2 separate regions of the Sus scrofa genome follow, and region 1 is linked to region 2. A link is a contact called in public HiChIP or PLAC-seq data. All regions are on one chromosome and are shown on one strand. The core of a region is the stretch at or near the end of the contact, and the rest is flanking DNA. Distances in the headings are between cores, read along the strand shown. Region 1 holds the start of TRIM38 (E3 ubiquitin-protein ligase TRIM38). Region 2 overlaps CARMIL1 (F-actin-uncapping protein LRRC16A).

Region 1 (5,822 bases), core at 1,305-3,804, 350 kb after region 2:
AGCTCTTTCATTTTCATTCTCACCCAGTCCCAATCATTAATATATTCTACAGGAGGGAGAGAGACAGTTCTCTGGGAGACCAGTAGCCATCATGGATTCTGGTACTTTCTGTTACTATTTGCCCTGTTAACTTGCCTACCTCCTGCAACATGTACAGACAAGACATACATGCACACATGCACTGCTCACACACCATACTCCATCACACATATCACACAAATACAAACCTTGTACCACACTCCACACCTGGCACACACCACTGTACATCCCACAACACACCACACATACATACATATACATGCATACCAGATGCTACATCATAATATCACTCACACACACATACATTACACACTACACATACCATACACCATCACACACCTCACATATCACCCACACCACACTACGTACATTACACACACATGTGCGTACCTTCTATGATGTGCTTTAGTGCAGCTTAGAAAGCCTCTCTTGTTTAACATATACCACTATATCTGGAACTATTCTAGATACTTGAGATTCATCAATGAAAAGAACTGACAAAACTCTCTACCCTAATGGAATCTGCATTCTTATATAGAAGGCAGACAATAAGCAATAAACAGCAGAGTTCCCCAGTGGCGCAGCTGGTCAAGGACCCAACACTGTCCTGATATGGCATGGGATCGATCCCAGAACTTCTGTATGCTGCGAGTGTGGCCAAAAAAAAGCAAGATGGACTTAAATAAAATATTCAGTAATAAGTGCCATGGGAACCATAGAAGGCATGGGAGTGGGCGAGGGGTGCAACTAGGTGGTCAGAGTAAGCCTGGCTGAGAAGATACCAGAAGGAGTTGCAGAAGGCACCTTAGGGACACCTAAGGGATGACTGTCCCCACAGAAGGAACACCCAGAGCCCAGGCCTTTTTAAGGAGACCCCAGTGACCCACTCCCCATTCTGGGGCTTTAGCTTCCTACAGTCCAGACTCACAGGGTCAAGCCCAGCCTCACTTACTGGAGGTGATGTCTCCCCAGGGGGAGCAGCTCCAATTAGTGTCTGTCTGGGCTCAGCTTTGAGGAACAAGTCTCTGCACAAAGGCTCACCTACATCCTTCTCGCCTTCAAGACCCACAGCTCTCTGTGTGAACCAGTCCCTCCTTCATGCAACGGAAACAGGTACAAGATGGGGCAGCTGTCACAGGACAGATGCTGGCATGAGGTTGATGCTTTGGTCTTGTTGTCATTGCCTGTTGGTAGCAGTAGTTTGTTTACTCGGTGGCATTCACTAGCTTCCTTTTCTTGATCCTTTGACAGGACACATTTGGGATGAGCTGGGTCCAGAGTCGCATCCACAACAATGAAAGTCGTGCGAATCTGCACAGAGTCTGCATTGGGTCAGGATTCGGGGTCTCATTCTTTCTCTTCCGTCTGCATGCTGGCTGCCTTGGGAGTAGATGTGTCCTGTACCATGTGTGGGGCCAGCTACCACAGGACATGCCAGGGCACTGTGAGTCACCTGGTGGCAAAACGGCCAAAGGCTCTGTGAACAGCCAGGAGGATGCAGTGCTGAAGAGAGACTCCTGTTTGGGTGGGAAGAGAGGAAGCTGTTTCACAATTTTGCCTCCAGCCTGAGCTGCTGAACCAGCAGGACTGTGGCTGCATCAAGTTCCCCCCAGTCTCCAGCTGCAGGTCCAATGCCCTTAGCACAGACCATGAACTTCCAGGGTCAGCAACTGACCCACCCAGCCAGGGGCCCAGGACCCAGAGTTCATCCCAGGCAGCTCTCAGAATCCAAACTTAACTTCTCCTGCCTGTGTCCTTAGCCATCCTTACTGGCTCCCCTGGGCCACTGCATGTATTTATTTCCTAAGCAAACACTGTGCACTTATCACAAATACCTCTTACACCTAAGGTTATGCATGTGGCAAGGTCTTATTTTGAGTTAGTTTTTTCACATTAAATAATAACTCTAAATTGGGTGGGCCCAGTATTTTTGCTTCTATTTTGAACTGGAGAGGCTGGAGCTGAGGCACTAAGTACTCAACCCTAGACCCCCAGAGAGCACTGAGCAATGCTCCCAGCTCACATGGCTCTCAGCTGAGGCCACTAACTGCTGGGCCATTAGTGGTTCCGTTTGCTGTCCTTGGTGCCCAACTCTGACTGTTGATAAGGATGAGAATCTTTCACAGGGACACTGAGGAGGCAGATGAGACAGGGTATCAGGGCAAAGAATGGGAGACTGCCTGGAGAAATTTTCTGCCATCAATGAGCCCCATTATGGTACCACCCCTTTTTTTTCACCACATCCTTCAGAGCAGTTATAAAACAACAAGCAGCCTAAAAATAGCAAAACGTAACATCAGCCAGGGAGGTTATGAATCCCAAGGGGTTTGGTGGCAAAAGCAGAAAGATCTCAAGTCAGAGTCTGTGAACTCTGCAGACTTCCTGGGTTTAGATCCTCTGTGCTAGAGTCACAAAAGAACTTCCTGAATTACCAATCCATCCCTTTTACTGCTGTAAAAAAAAAAAAAAAAAAAAAAAAAATTTCTTTAGCATCTCCCCTCCCTTTCAGCATAAGCAGAGTGCAAAAGAGATGGGCACATTTTCACTGGTTTCCTCCTCAGCTGGGCAGAGCTCCGCCTCCCACAGTAGTTTCACTTCTGAGTTTCTGTAGCCTGCGTGAACTTCCTGGCTGCTACGGAGGGATCTAGCAGAGAGTGTGTGACTATCTGTGGTGACGGGAGTGGAAAAGGTCCAGGCCCAGGTTTTCTTGGCGGAGGGCTAGGAGACATGTGCATGTGAGTGTGTGGTGGTGGGCGGCCGCGGGGTGGGTAGGGGTTGTTTTCTGAGAACAGAGCCTGCTGGAACTCTGAAAATGGCCAGGCCTTGGCTTCAGAGCTCTCACACCCTGTCTGCTTTCTCCTTTCCCACCCTCCACATCCAGTCTCAGAAGATCCAGGGTGTGAGGTGAGTGAAGGCCCAAGACAGGCACCCTTGGGCCTCAGAGGAGGGGAGGTAGGTCCTTCTCCCCAGGAGCACAGTATCCCTGGCAGAGAGGAGCCTAGTGGACCTTCTGGGCGAGATAACCTGCCAAAGAACAGATGTCTCTGGAAGAAATTCTCTGTGGCTCCATGAGCCCGGTTCTACTTATTAGAGGGAAATGGCCTCTCCAGTAACTTTGGCTGAATCCCTGCTCTTAATTCTGGTACTGTCACTTCAAAAGAAAGGTCACTCTCTAAACTTCCTCCAGCCTCCACTGCCCTCCCTGACCAACTGCCAGGAGTAGGCAAGCAGGGAGCAGGGCTGGGGTCCCGAAGCAGCTGCAGCAGTGGGTAAAGGGCTGACTTCTTCACTCCTGTTCCCTCCTCCAAAGTCTCTGGGTTGTCGGGTCCTCATTGAAGGACACCAGGGGTCCAGCACCCAGGGTCCCACAGAGGCCCTACCTTCCCCATCTGCTTCCTATGTCCCCACATCCTGGCTTCTGCAAACTCCCGTGCTCCAGTCACCCTGCAGTTCTCCTGAGAGTCAGGTCCTGCTCTGGAGAAGCAACAGTTAACCTCCCTAGCTCTCCAGGAACTCTGCTACCCATAACCAACCCCTTCTCTTCCCCCTTTTTTTTCTTTTTAGGGACGCATCCCCGGCATATGGAAGCTCCCAGGCTAGGGATTGAATTGGAGCTGCAGCTGCCTGCCTAGGCCACAGCCACAGCAATGCAGAATCTGAGCTGCGTCTGCAAACTATACCACAGCTCATGGCAACGCCAAATCCTTAACCCACTGAGTGAGGCCAGGGATCGGACCCATACCCTCATGGATACTAGTTGTGTTCTTAACCTGCTGAGCCACAAACGGAACTCCCCCAGCTTTTTCTAATTCTCTTTCTGTCAGGTCAGGGAGGGCTAATAGAGTTCCCTGGTTCTTCTGGATGTCTTTTTTACTTTCACTATCATCCTGATTGTGTCTCCACTGGGGATTTTATTAAGCTGGTGTCTATGGTTCTTTGTGGGTAAGAGTGGGAGTTTAATTAGAGTCAAATTGGATTGTTTCAATGGAATCTTCATAGACCACCCAGTTACCTAAGTGTCATTACCAGTTACAAAGAAATAATTCTGGTACTAGTTATTCTCAACCTTTATTAGAGTGGGAAAGAGTCTGACAGTCCCTCACTGAGTTCTCTCTCTTGCTGCAACTTTGCTGAGGAGGCCTACCTTGTCTCTCTCTCTCAGCACTTAGTCCAAGAAAACTTTTCACAATGATGGAATGTTCCATATCTGGGCTATCTTAGCTATCCATCACCTGCAGCTATTAAATAACTGAAATGTGGCTAGTGGGTGTGAGAAAGGAATTTTTAATTCTATTTAATTGTAATTAATTTAAATAGCCACAGGTAATAATGGCTACCATACTCCACAACAAAGCTACATTGTACACATTTTCTAAATTCCAATCTATTCCTTTTCTCTAGAAAGAAGACCTCATGACCTGTGGAGGCCAGTGGTAGCCAGTGCATCACAGAGGCTCAGGTGAGGTAATTTCTGAACATGGTGGGAAAATTCTGGCTGCTTCTTCTCTGCCTCTAAATCCAATATTGGAGCTTTTCAGGAAAAGCCATGGCCTCAACCACAACCACCAGGAAGATGAGGGAGGAAGCCACTTGCTCCATCTGCCTGCACCTCATGTCTAAGCCGGTGAGCATCAGCTGTGGACACAGCTACTGCCACTCGTGCATTGTGAACTTCTTTGAGAATCTCTGCCGAATGCAGCCATGGCTGGAGACATTCTCCTGTCCCCAGTGTCGGGTGCCATTTAAAATGTCAAGCCTCCGACCCAACGTGCAGCTGGGAGGCCTCATTGAAGCCATCAAGGAGATGGACCAGGAAATGTCATGTGAGGAACATGGAGAGAAGCTCCATCTGTTCTGTGAGAATGAAGGCAAGCTCATCTGCTGGCGCTGTGATCGGGGACCACAGCACAGAGGGCACGCCACAACTCTGGTGGAAGACGCGTGCCAAGGCTACAAGGTAAGTGGTGGGCCAGAGGGGTTTGGCAAGTACCTGGCCTCATGTTGCCCCTCACCCCACTCTGAGACCTGAGATTATTTAGCCTGAAACCCAAGATCAGGATCCTAGAATAAAGTTTTCATCATGTCATTCTTATGAGGGGTCCTCACTGAATCTGGTCCTAATGGTCTATCCTGACCGGAATGGTCAGACTCTTGTCCCTAGCCAGTCTCACTTTGATGACCTTCTCCCTGCCCTGATTGCCATGTGCTCCAACACCCACATGCATGTCCTATTGCCTCACACTCTGTATGTAATCTGGGAAACCACAATGTACAAGACCATGGGATAGAGTCTGAAAACACAGGGGACAAAGACACCACCTTGTAGGTAACCTATAGTTTAGTAGGAAAGACAAACCAACACAAAGGCTGCCTGGAGTCCCCTGGTTTGGCTGATTTGGAATGGGGCAATTTCCCCAAAAGTGACTCCAGAAGAACACATAAAAATTAACCACATATAGAAGTGTGGAGAAGAGAGAGGGGATTCCAGACAGAGGGGCTCACATGTGCAAAGGCCCAGCCCTGGGAGTTTACCTGACTTGCTGTGACCAGACCAGAGGGTGTGTACAGGAAAGGCAGGTGATCTCATGGGAATGGAAATCAGGGCCCAGAACCTTGGAATCAGGGCAGAGTCTAAATCCTAGCCGAGAGTAGTCCTGACCACAGCGGGGTTTTCATTCAAAGTGAAAGATGAGGAGTTCCTGTCGTGGCTCAGTGGTTAACGAATCCGATTAGGAACCACGAGGTTACGGGTTTGATCCCTGGCCCTGCTCAGTGGGTTAAGG
Region 2 (5,369 bases), core at 1,346-3,845:
GCTTTCTCAATTTAATCAAACCCCGGTCCAAATGTGACCGGTCCCCAGCAGTCTTGGCGACCGAAGAACTCTCCTCCCCCAAGGCGGGAGTCCGAAGTCCAGCCGTGGACGCCCCCAGGAAGGACACGAAGGCTGCCGAGCACAATGGCAGTGCTGAGCGGGCGGAGGAACTCAAAACACCTGAGTCCCTAGAGGAAGGTCAAGGGGAGGAGGTGGGGAAGGTGGAGCGCAGTGACAGCAAGGGCAGCCCACAGGGAGGACGGAGGTACGGGGTCCAGATGATGGGCAGCGGTCTGCTGGCAGAGATGAAGGCCAAGCAGGAGCGGAGGGCTGCTGGCTCGCAGAAGGTAAGGGGGGAGGAGGAGGAGGAGTGTCTATGTTGACTTTATTGTCTTTGTCTTTTTTTTTTGCCTCCATTCATTTTTTTTTTTTCATGGGCAAAAGAGATACAGAGAAACAGCCTGGAGATTAAAGAGATATCCCAACACACAATGCTTTTCCCCAAAGAGCCCAGAGCATGGAATACGAAGGCATGTTTTCTCTCTGGCCCTGAGGCTGCGATGTCCCGGAGAGCCTCAGCCTCTGGAGGCTGGTCAGTGGCTGAGCGTCCCGCAGGCCTTGTCCCACCTGCTCGGGGGCTCCTGTGCATGTCAGAAACACCCGACACTTGTGCCAGGGACATGCTCCATTCTGGGGAAAGACTGAGTCTGTTGAATCCGAATGGAGACCTGAAGCTGATGGGTGATAGGAAAGCTCCCAGAGGCAAATCAAACGATTGAAACCAGATTCTAATTCTATAAAGGGAGATGTGTTTTTCAGTTCTTTCAGAATTTGTCATTTTCCAAACCTAGAAGTTCCTCAGTAAGTTCCAGATTTAAGTCAAAAAGAAGAGCATTGCACTCTGCTAGAATTAATAGAACCTTTTTTTTTTTTTTCCTTTTAAATGCCTCAACTGTGGCATATGGAAGTTCCCAGGCTAGGGGTCAAATCAGAGCTACAGCTGCCGGCCTACATCACAGCTCACGGCAACACCAGATCCTTAACCCACTGAACGAGGCCAGGAATCGAACCCGCCTCCTCATGGATACTGATCACATTCTTAACCCCCTGAGCCACAACAGGAGCTCTGAGTTAATCAAACACTTGACCATTGAGATATATTATCTATTGCTATGAGGAAAAACTTTATCATTTAAAAATTGTTGAGTGCCCCCCACATCTGATTTAATGCATTATTTTTGAACCTCTTTTTAAAAGTTGTGCATTTTTTTCTTCCCTTTTTATCTGTTTTTTTTTTGTTGTTGTTGTTGTTGTTTTTCTGTAGCTCCTTGAGGATGGTATCCTTATTGTGATCACTAAGATTAACGTAATGAAGCCAGGCTTTGGTTTCTGTGCATTCGCTTGAGCTTTTATGTCTGTAAAACTGGGTTCCTCAATGAAAGGGAAGTTGCACATCGATTTTATCTAAGTGTCAGAATAAAATAGTTCATCCCCCTTGATTTTCGGAAAGTACATGGTAAACTGTATACCGGGACACGGAGGGCTGTTTTATATTACTTCTAAATGACTAATTCTTTTTTTTTTTTTTTTTTTTTTCATGAAATCCTGCATCCCTTTTGATTTGACAGCTATTCACTATAGTTCTTCCACCAGTACCATTTTCCTAGTCTCAGAGCCCTCCTGACTTTAGCTCTCAGGGAAGAGTGGAGGGGGTAAGACTACGTTCTGATAATTCAACAAGGGAGACATGATGTGGCCTTTGCTGGTCAGAATTTTGAATAAATACTGCGACTATGTCATTGATGAGTCAGACGGCCAAAGAAATGTTTATATTTTAATCTGTTTTTAGAGAATTTCTTTACAACCAGGAATGCACTGTTTTCACTAATGAGCTGTTTATTTTATCACTGTTTCCACTGATGCCTTTGGATAGAGAGATGAGCAGTGCCGGAGGGTTTCTTCCACGTGCTTTGGATTTGATAAATAAATTGGCTCATGGTGACAAAATTCTTAGGATTTAAGTTTTATTTGTTCGACTTAAAATCTTTGAGCGCCATCTAGTGTCTATTTAAAACAACGATAATAAAAAATCCTTAGGCTTTAACACTTGAAATCAGTCAAGGGTGTTCCATCAGCACAATAAAATAGTAAGTTTTTCATAAATTCATTTTAGGATACTTCTCCCTAAATTATATGACTGTGTTCTCTATAAACTATCAACATAATACCAGAAGTTAATATACTATTGATAAAAAAAAATTATGTTGTCTTCACTTTCCTCTTCACACTATTCACTTTTACGTAGATGTATTTAAAGAGCTGTAAAAATGAAAGTATGGCACTTATTATTTTATTTCATTTATGTATTTCTTTTTGTCTTTTTAGGGCCGCACTGGCAGCCTGTGGAAGTTTCCAGGCCAGGGGTCAAATCAGAGCCGTAGCTGCCGGCCTACGCCACAGCCACAGCAATGCAGGATCCTTAACCCCCTGAGCGAGGCCAGGGATCAAACCTGCATCCTCATGGATACTAGCCAGCTTCGTTACCACTGAGCCATGACGGGAGCTCCGGCACTTATTATTTATTAACAAAGGAGACTAACTAAAGGTATTGAAAGCTTAGCAGCCACATCTTTTCTTCTGTGGCCCCTATAATGAGGTTATCATATCCTCATTCTGGTTATTGACATTAGGTTATTATATCCTCATTCTGCATAGGCATTTGGGAGATTTATAACTACCTCAGAAAGCCTAGAAGGAAAAAGGGAAGACAACTCCTAGGATTATATTTTAAGTGTAGCCAAGTAAGACACCTACATCATTTAAGGAGGCTCTTACTCTCAGATGCCAGCCCCGTAGCTGCCAGAGCCTGAGAGACAGTTCCTCCTTCAATGCGCCCTGAGTGCCTTGCTTATCTCACCTTCCTTCTAGCTCTGTTTAAATGCTCCACCTTATCTTTTGTGTGTGAGCACAGTTCCGGAGGACTCCACATTCCAAGAAGCCATAAAAGGCGAGGCCAGGCACTGTGCATTTGAGGACTGCTTAGGCACAGCCTCTGGACAGCCTGGGGTCAGGGGCAGTAGCGCCCCCTGCTGGTGTGGGCTGGCTATTCAAGGCTCGTCCCTGGCCCTGCAGACTCTTGTCCAAGGCTCAGAGGGGGCTCCACGTGCAGCCCGTGGCTCGGGGCTTCCTTTCCTTGGGAATCAGTTTTGCATAATGGTGGCAGAGAATTGCCCACTCTTGGTGTAGCACTCGTGTACACATTTCTTCTGAGACCCGTTCTGCACCCTCCACTGGTGAAAGTGGAACATGTGTACACTTGCTGAGAAATGCCCCTGCATTCCTGCTGTGTTCACTGCTCCCCTCTGACACTGCCGTGCTCCTGGCGGGGGTGTGGCTGTGGCAGATTGTGAATGTGTCAGAGCTCAGCTGTGTTTCAAATAATCTCTCCTCTTTCATCCAAAACAACTTAAAGCTTGGACCTGGCAGCCACTATTTGCTTTTAGGTTTGTCAGAAGCGCAGGTTGAGCTGGGAAGGAGAGGTTGGAGGGCCGACTCTCAGGAGTCGTTGTGCCTCCTGGTCTACTCACCCACTTCAACTTTTGTTTTTTTAGATGGGAGGTAGATGTAGATCATCTTTGCCAATAGAACTATTAGGTATCATTAAGCCAACACCAGACTTATCTTTTTTGTATCTAAATGCTCCTTCTTTTTTTGTTTTAAAAAGGGCCATGGGTGCAACATATGGAAGGTCCCAGGCTGGGGGTCGAATCAGAGCTACAGCTGCTGGCCCACACCACAGCAATGCAGGATCTGAGCTGTGTCTGTGACCTACACCACAGCTCATGGCAACGCCAGATCCTTATTGACCCACTGAGTGGGGCCAGGGATCAAACCTGCATCCTTATGAATGCTAGTCGGGTTCATAACCCGCCGAGCTACAATGGGAACTCCTAAATGCCTCATTCTTATGTGGGCTTTCTGCTCCATAAAGCAGGGGCTGACTCCCCCACTTCATCAGCCACAGCTCCTGCCCTAAGACAGTGGCGTCTCATCTTCCTCGTCTTTGCCGTCACAAACCCATCCCACCCTCAGATTTTTGAAAAATGAATTCAGAGCAGTTTATCTATATTTGTCTTCTAAACAGGAGATCTGCGTCTTGTGCCTTCTGCTTCAGTGGCAAGGAAGTCCCTGCCCATTTCAGGCCCCCGTCTACCTGGTTTGTACCTTGAGGTCAGAAAGGTTTCCACTGCTTTTAGATCAGTGGAGCCCAACCTGGAGCAGGTCCTGGAAGCTTAGGGCATCAGTGCCCCCATCACATGGAGCATCAGGGGCTGCAGCGCCCACATGGGTGTTCAAAGAGGAGAACAGGAGGCGTCACCACGCCCACTGGCTTCTCCTGGTTCCGCCCCTCCCATCTGTGGGGAGCAGCCTGAGGAACTGGCTGCACTTTGGACCCAGAGCCCTGACTGTAAACACAGAACAGGAGTTCCCCTCGTGGCTCAGTGGTTAACGAACCCGACTAGGAACCATGACATTGCAGGTTTCAATCCCTGGCCTCGCTCAGTGGGTTAAAGATCCGGTGATGCCGTGAGCTGTGGTATAGGTCACAGACGCGGCTTGGATCCCACGTTGCTGTGGCTCTGGTGTAGGCCGGCAGCTGTTGCTCCGATTGGACCCCTAGCCCGGGAACCTCCATATGCTACAAGTGTAGCCCTAAAAAAAAAAAAAAAAAAAAAAAAAATTGCAGAAGGTGTTTCTCATAGTTTCATGCCAGCCTTGGAGAGACGGAGAGGTCACAGTAATGGCAGCAGAATTAAAGAGCCATGATTTGTTGTCTTTTATCATCTGCTTTGTTCTTTTTTCTTACACTTTAAATAACTACGCACCGTTGGGGGTGGGGTGCTTGCATTTTTTAGAAACTTGGGAGTGAAGCCACCCCCCAGGATCCTTCCAGCCTGGCCTTGGGCAGCTCGGAACAGTTGGATGGAGGTGGGGCAGGTGAGTCAGGCCATTGCTACCACCCGCTTAGGAAGAAATACTTACCTTCTGGTTGTAGGTGGTGCGTGTGATTGACAGAAGGAAAAGAAAGATGGAGAGCAAGAATGGGTCTCTGTGTTATATGGTCTCACCTTTCACCTAAAAGACCACATCCCTTCACCTGCCCCACATTGCCCACCAGTATAGCCTGGCACCTGGACAGAGCACCTTCTCCAGTTTCCCAAAGGGAAGAAATTTCATTGAGAAGGACTAAACTGTGGATATTTGGGAAGGTGTGGAAGAGGGGTGGACCTGATGATTGGCTTTGATTAACTAATTATGGAAGTATAACTGACCTACAACACCGTGTCAGTTCAGGGGCACACCACAGT

Evidence for each region. HiChIP or PLAC-seq counts read pairs in DNA pulled down with a chosen protein or histone mark.
Region 1: an H3K27ac HiChIP or PLAC-seq map of alveolar macrophages shows a contact between it and region 2. The contact joins the promoter of TRIM38 here to the enhancer-like site in region 2. A contact is called at or near these places in 2 of 5 promoter capture datasets (fetal liver and liver), 6 of 47 Hi-C or Micro-C datasets (alveolar macrophages, embryonic fibroblasts, fibroblasts and 2 more) and 1 of 2 datasets of contacts at active chromatin or transcription factors (alveolar macrophages).

The regions. Positions count from the first base shown.
Region 1 is chr7:20,679,982-20,685,803 of Sscrofa11.1, forward strand. TRIM38 (E3 ubiquitin-protein ligase TRIM38) reads left to right here and starts at 2,555. Exons shown (of 7, transcript XM_021098422.1): 1 at 2,555-2,774; 2 at 4,441-4,996. The coding sequence starts at 4,586.
Region 2 is chr7:20,333,871-20,339,239 of Sscrofa11.1, forward strand. It overlaps CARMIL1 (F-actin-uncapping protein LRRC16A), which reads left to right. Exons shown (of 37, transcript XM_013977486.2): 33 at 1-347; 34 at 4,917-4,998. Among named protein-coding and RNA genes, the nearest start is that of SCGN, 53 kb to the right of the region's middle. Within about 2 kb of position 2,596, at least 21 of the 83 cell types and tissues checked have an H3K27ac peak or open chromatin away from gene starts, as enhancers often do. A contact at or near this core is called in alveolar macrophages, fetal liver and liver, where this site is marked.